Regions from separate parts of the Mus musculus genome. Here region 2 is linked to region 1. The links are chromatin contacts, called in public HiCAR-type maps. All regions are on one chromosome and are shown on one strand. Each heading gives the region's core, a stretch centred on a gene start, on an enhancer-like site or on the middle of the called end of the contact. The rest is flanking DNA. Distances are from core to core; before and after follow the strand shown.

Region 1 (2,787 bases), core at 198-2,697:
CTTCTCAGCCATTGGTGATTCTTCTCTTGAGAAATCTCTATTTATATACGCACCCCTTCTTAATTGCTTTATTTGGTTTCTTGAGTTTATTATATATTTTAGAATTTGGCCTCTGTCAGATATAAATAATAATTTTCACAAGAACACTAAGGGAAACTGAAGGAATTTTGAGGTAACAGAATGTAAGACAGCATGTATATGTCCATCATTCCCTCACTGATGGGGACAACATCACCTACAGAACTCAAAGTTATCAAAACATCATGGGCCACCCAAGAAGAATAGAAAAACGAAACACAGTTACCATGAAGATTAAAGCCAAAATTAAAATAGAAGTGAGTGAGGAGTCAGTGAACCCAACTGATTTTTGAGTCTGAGAATATGGATGAGATGTGTTTTCAAAGTCAATGAAGCACAAGATATGTGCAGTGTGCATTTTCTTATCTTGAAACAGACTCAGATGTCCACCTCAAATTACAAACTGACAATGCAGTTTAACATGGATACACACATGAAATAATCTATACATGCACCGAGTATGTAAAATTTTAAAATATTGACTGTGAATACAACTGTTAAGGCAGGAATAAAAGAAGAAACAAAGGCATTATTTAAACATGACAGGGAAGGTCATGTATTAAATGTCACGATTAATATGAGTAGCTGATTACTTAAGGATATTAAAGCTATTAAAAATATAAAGGATACTAATACAATGAGATCTTATGGAAAATATTTGGAAGGGTTTTCTGGTAGGAGGTATGGGATGTAAGTAAATGTGTGTGTGTGTGTGTGTGTGTGTGTGTGTGTGATCACATGTGTCTGAGTATACCTGTGTGGCATGTGCATGTGGAACCCTATTGACGTTGGGAATCTTCCTTGATCATTCTCCACCTTGTTTATTGAGAAAGGTTCTCAAAAGCAAATCCCACTTTTAGTCTAACTAGCCAGTTTGCCCAGCGAATCCTCTGTCTCCGGGGATTTTCTGCCACCGCACTGGTCCTGGTTTTAGCAGGGCTCTGAGGATCACACTGCAAGTCATCATGCTTCCTTGGCAAGCACTTTAACTAGTTTACTGAGTTGTCTTAACCCACAAGTAGTAATTGTTTAAGATGAAAAGCCAGGTCAACGTAAGTACAAACATGTGAGTTGTTTTAACAAAGGTGTCAGTGAATAAGTCACTAAATTGGAAAACCTTGGCACTGCAGGTGAATGAATACCTGTTTCACAAGCTGCGGAATCTTTTCAGGCAAAACAAAACAGTCTTCCAAACAGGCCTTCTGGCAACTTTTATATGATAAAGTTAGCACTTCACAAATATACTTAGCATTTGACAAGCTGTGTACTCATCTCTCATTTACAAAGCCAACATTTTAAACTGCCTTTACATTTCTCCTTTCTCTTGCCCCCATGCCTGCACACTAGAATCAAAGTTTAATATTTAACCATAGTGAAGCTAACATGCTTCTGAAATAACTGTTGAGACTTCAGCAAAGTGATAGTTCACACTAAGTAAAATAAAACAGAATTTCCAAGGGAAATAACAGAAGAGAACTTTGTAAAAACTTGAAGAAATAAGCCTGCTTCAGAGGACATAGAAATGAGGTCTACAACCATGCCCTCCATCTGTTCGTCACTGTAGAATTCCAAACACAACCTGTTATCCTAAGTGCTCTGAGAACCTCTGTGACTCTGGCCCTTGGTGGCCACAGATGGCTCTGAGAGGCATTTTCCTAGGGGTTGAACTAATGGCTCAACAGTTAAAAGTGCCTGCTGCTCTTGTGTGGGACTTGGATTTGGTGCCCACCACCCACATGGTAGCTCATAGTGGTCAGTAACTCCCATTTCTGAGGATCCAGTTCCCTCTTTAGGTCTCCACATGTACTGTATGTACACACATTCAGGAAAAATCACATATACCTAAATAAAAATAAATAAATCTTTGAACAAAAAGGAAAACAGATTTTAGAGCAAGGCTCTTTGAGACTCAAGTGGAGATTTAACTCTGAAAAGTAACTCAGGATAGTAGATAGATAGTAGCATTTAGGTAGCACATGTAACTTGATAGAACTGTAACAAGCATCCAGGTTAGCATATTGGTCCTTTTTTTTTCTGCCAATGAAACAGTAATAAATATTGTTCATGTTACTATTTTAAAGAGGTTTATTTGGCCCCAGTGGTTTTGTCCAAGAATGATGTATCTCACGTAGGACAAGGCCTTACATTTGTGGAGTGCTGGCAGCATAGGAAATCCTATAGTGAAATACACAGAGTCATAAGAAACCTAGGCTTTTATAACACAGTTACTCAAAATAACTTTCATTAATTATATGGATGAATTGATCCATTCAAAAGGCAGAACCCCATGTGATGACTTCTCCCTGATCTGACTTGCTAGGTCATGATCTCTTTTACCAGCTCATGGTGGAAATTAAGTTTCCATGCTAGATGTGAAAGGGAAAACCCTGTTCAAACACTAGCAGTCAGTGTATTCACAAGTGTTCCTCAAAAAAGTCTGCTTGAGACCAAACTGAAAACTTTCAGATTAACTGCGTTGGCAGAAGAATCTCAAAACAGTGTAGTGTTGGCTCCGTAGCACAGTTATTAGGGTTTGCTCTTTATGCAGATGCATAATGAAAAGGAGCAAGCTGAATAAAGAAGAACACACAATGTACAGTTTAAAGAGAAAGAGGGCATCAGGAAGAAGAATGTAGTTAAGTCCTAAATTCAAGGAGATAAACAGATGAAAGAAATGGCTGATATCAAATGGCAAAAAGGAGGTGGTGA
Region 2 (2,787 bases), core at 184-2,683, 170 kb after region 1:
AGGTTTCCCTAGCACAACATTTTGATGTGTTGGCCAGGAAGTTCCCCATGACACGCAGGACTACTCATCTGGAGGGTCTTAAAGCTGGCAAAATTAGTGTAGGTGTTTGTGTTTCTATGTTTGTAACACTGTGTTAAACTCCGTTGTTTTTGTTCCCTGTCTGAGAGTTGAATTGTCTGAGCTTTCTGTGTGAGATCTGCAAAGCAGAATGGAGCAAGCTTCTGAAGAGGTAAATGTGGAACCCTTCCAACCGTGCTGAGATGATTTATTTGTGTGGAACCTGGTGGCTTGTGTTGTCATGGTGATTCTTCTAGGTTTGAGACCTAAGCTGAGAAATCCGAGTGTCAGAAATTTTCTATGTGGTCAGATTCGGTGAGGACTTGCGCAGTGGCGCAAAAGCTTGTGATTTATGTGGCGGCTAATTTGTCTGTTAGAAACTTTCTGTGAGTTCTACAGAGCGTTAACAAAACTTATGTAAAGATAAATGACTTATGTTGCCATGGTGACTTTCCCAAGTCTGAGTAAACATTTGTACTGAGGGTGTGTGAGCGCCACCTTCTGGTTAGATCTTGTTATTACAGGTGGCTGTAGTTTTGTTTATTATTTATTTTTTATGGTTTTGGGTTTTGTTACTGGCTCTCTGTTCACAGAGTGGCACTACATCCGTCTTCTATGAGCGCCACCGTCTGGTTGTTTCTTGTTACTACAGGCTGTATTTTTTTCTGGTTTTGGTTGATTTTTGTTTCTGGTTGTGCCTTTATCTGTTCACTGATTCTAAATGGTGTCACATCCTTCTGGGTACAAGGCCGTGAATTTGTTTCCGAGGCCATTTGTGGTTAGGATAGATGTATGTGGGAGCTGTGCCGACAGCGGGGCCATGAGATGTCCTGAGGCTGGATTGGGTGGGCATGGGCTCAGGGAGCAAAGACATCCACCAATATGGTTCTTTTCTTGTGGATGCTCACCACTTTCTGGTTATTTCTCATTTCTACCCGATAGAGAAAAAAAGTGGACTTGAGTTTTGGGTGGCATAGAGAAATCTTTTTCATGAGTGCTACTTTCTGGCTGTTTCTTGTTTCTGCTCAAAAGACAGGGAAAGTTTTATGTTTTATTTGTGTTTCTATATATTGTCTCTGTGTTTCTCATTATGAGATGACTTTGACAAGATGAATTTGACAAGTAACTTTGACAAGATCACCTTGACAGGTAACTTTGATGAGATGACTTTGACAAAGTGACTTTGACTTTGACGGACATATTGGCAGATGAGACAGGTCCCCTTCGCCAAAGAAGAGGCCAGGAAGCCGGTTCCTGAACCCACAGGAGATCTCCCCCACCCCTGCCAAATATGCTTGCTTTCCCATGACTGACCCAGACTGGGATATTAACACCATTGAAGGTAAGAGGAGGCTCTTGTTCTACCTTCAGGCTCTGCTGGCAAATCTCAAGGTGGCCACAAGATGGCCCACAAATTTGGCCAGAGTATATGACATTAGGCAGAGAAACTAGCTTTATTAATCAGGCAACAACAGACATTAAGAAAAAGCTTCAGAGGGTTAGGAGGTTAGAAAAAAGGAGTCTGAGGGACTTAGTGATAGTGACAGAGAAAATATTTAATAAAAGAGAGACTACAGAAGAGAAGCAGATGAGAGGACAGAAGCAACAGACTCAGGACTTGTCAAAGATCCTGTTGGCAGCCAAGACTAAACCAGAATACAGTAGAAGATACCTGAAATAGAAGAAAGAGGTAAGGGGCCCTGGAGATCAAAAGCACCCCCTCCCCAAACCCAGGGTAACCTTAGAAGTAAAAGTAAATGAATGACTTTCCACTGGCAACAGAAACAAAACAAAAACTCAAGACATCTTAGAGGCCCTGAAATATTTGGACTATTGAGCCTCCACTAAAATGACCTTACTCTGCCAACTGCAAGTGATCGCCCTAGACCTGGGGATACATTCTCAAAATTGGGACCCTGGCATCAGCCAATGGCCAATGTGTCACCAATTAACAGAAGCTGCCCCTCACAGTGTTCACACATCAGTGCAGCAGTGACCTCCTGGTTAAAGATGATGTCAGAATGACTCATCACCAGCCTCTTTTCTTGAATGCCCCCAGGATAACTTTTCAGCTGCCCGATGCCTGACCCTGAGCTCCATTGATGGGTCGCTGCATGACTGTTCAGATGGTTGTAGAGGTAACATGGTTCACCAATGACAATAGCCTCATTTGGGATGGACAGAAGTATGGTAGGGCAGTGGTGGTCTCAAACACTGAGATCATATGGGCAGAACCACTCCTGGCAGGAATGTCAGCCCAGAAAGCTGAAATGGTAGCTCTGACCAAGGTGCTGAGAAAAGACAAGAGACACAGATAGCCAGTGTGCCTTTGCTTCTGCTCATATCCCTGGGGCTATTTATAAGGTGAGAGGCCTTCTAATGACAGAAGGAAGGACTAAACTACAGCCCAGTGGGTGGCCATAGAAATTGGGCCCCTTGTGTTCTTAATTGCAGTAGACCCAGGAAAACCATGGACCATCTCTTTTCATCGAGATCCACCATGGGGAGCAATGGAACATGCTTTTGCCTAAAGAGCCAGCAGCCTAATCTCCCACAGACAGCCTCTCTGTGCTCCCAGCCACAGTGCCCACCAAGCCAAGTCAGCTACCAACAAGTCTAGGAAATGCAGAACTTAGTCTGCCAGTTCCACATCAGAATTGAAGATGCCAATTTGAAAACAGCTAAACTGGTTGCCAATGAGAAAAACCCTGGTACTAAAAGGGACCCAGC

Evidence for each region. HiCAR-type assays count read pairs that join an accessible place to other places.
Region 2: a contact with region 1 is called in a HiCAR-type map of kidney, with 4 times the contacts expected there. The contact joins two enhancer-like sites. A contact is called at or near these places in 5 of 484 Hi-C or Micro-C datasets (brain, embryonic stem cells, liver and 2 more) and 2 of 115 datasets of contacts at active chromatin or transcription factors (kidney and neural progenitor cells).

Annotation. Positions count from the first base shown.
Region 1 is chr6:141,870,699-141,873,485 of GRCm38.p6, forward strand. The region is part of intron 2 of Gm30784 (a long non-coding RNA gene); the gene reads left to right. Among named protein-coding and RNA genes, the nearest start is that of Gm30843, 4.0 kb to the right of the region's middle. Within about 2 kb of position 1,448, at least 2 of the 459 cell types and tissues checked have an H3K27ac peak or open chromatin away from gene starts, as enhancers often do. A contact at or near this core is called in kidney, where this site is marked.
Region 2 is chr6:142,040,123-142,042,909 of GRCm38.p6, forward strand. No RefSeq gene overlaps it. Among named protein-coding and RNA genes, the nearest start is that of Gm6614, 33 kb to the left of the region's middle. Within about 2 kb of position 1,434, at least 22 of the 459 cell types and tissues checked have an H3K27ac peak or open chromatin away from gene starts, as enhancers often do. A contact at or near this core is called in kidney, where this site is marked.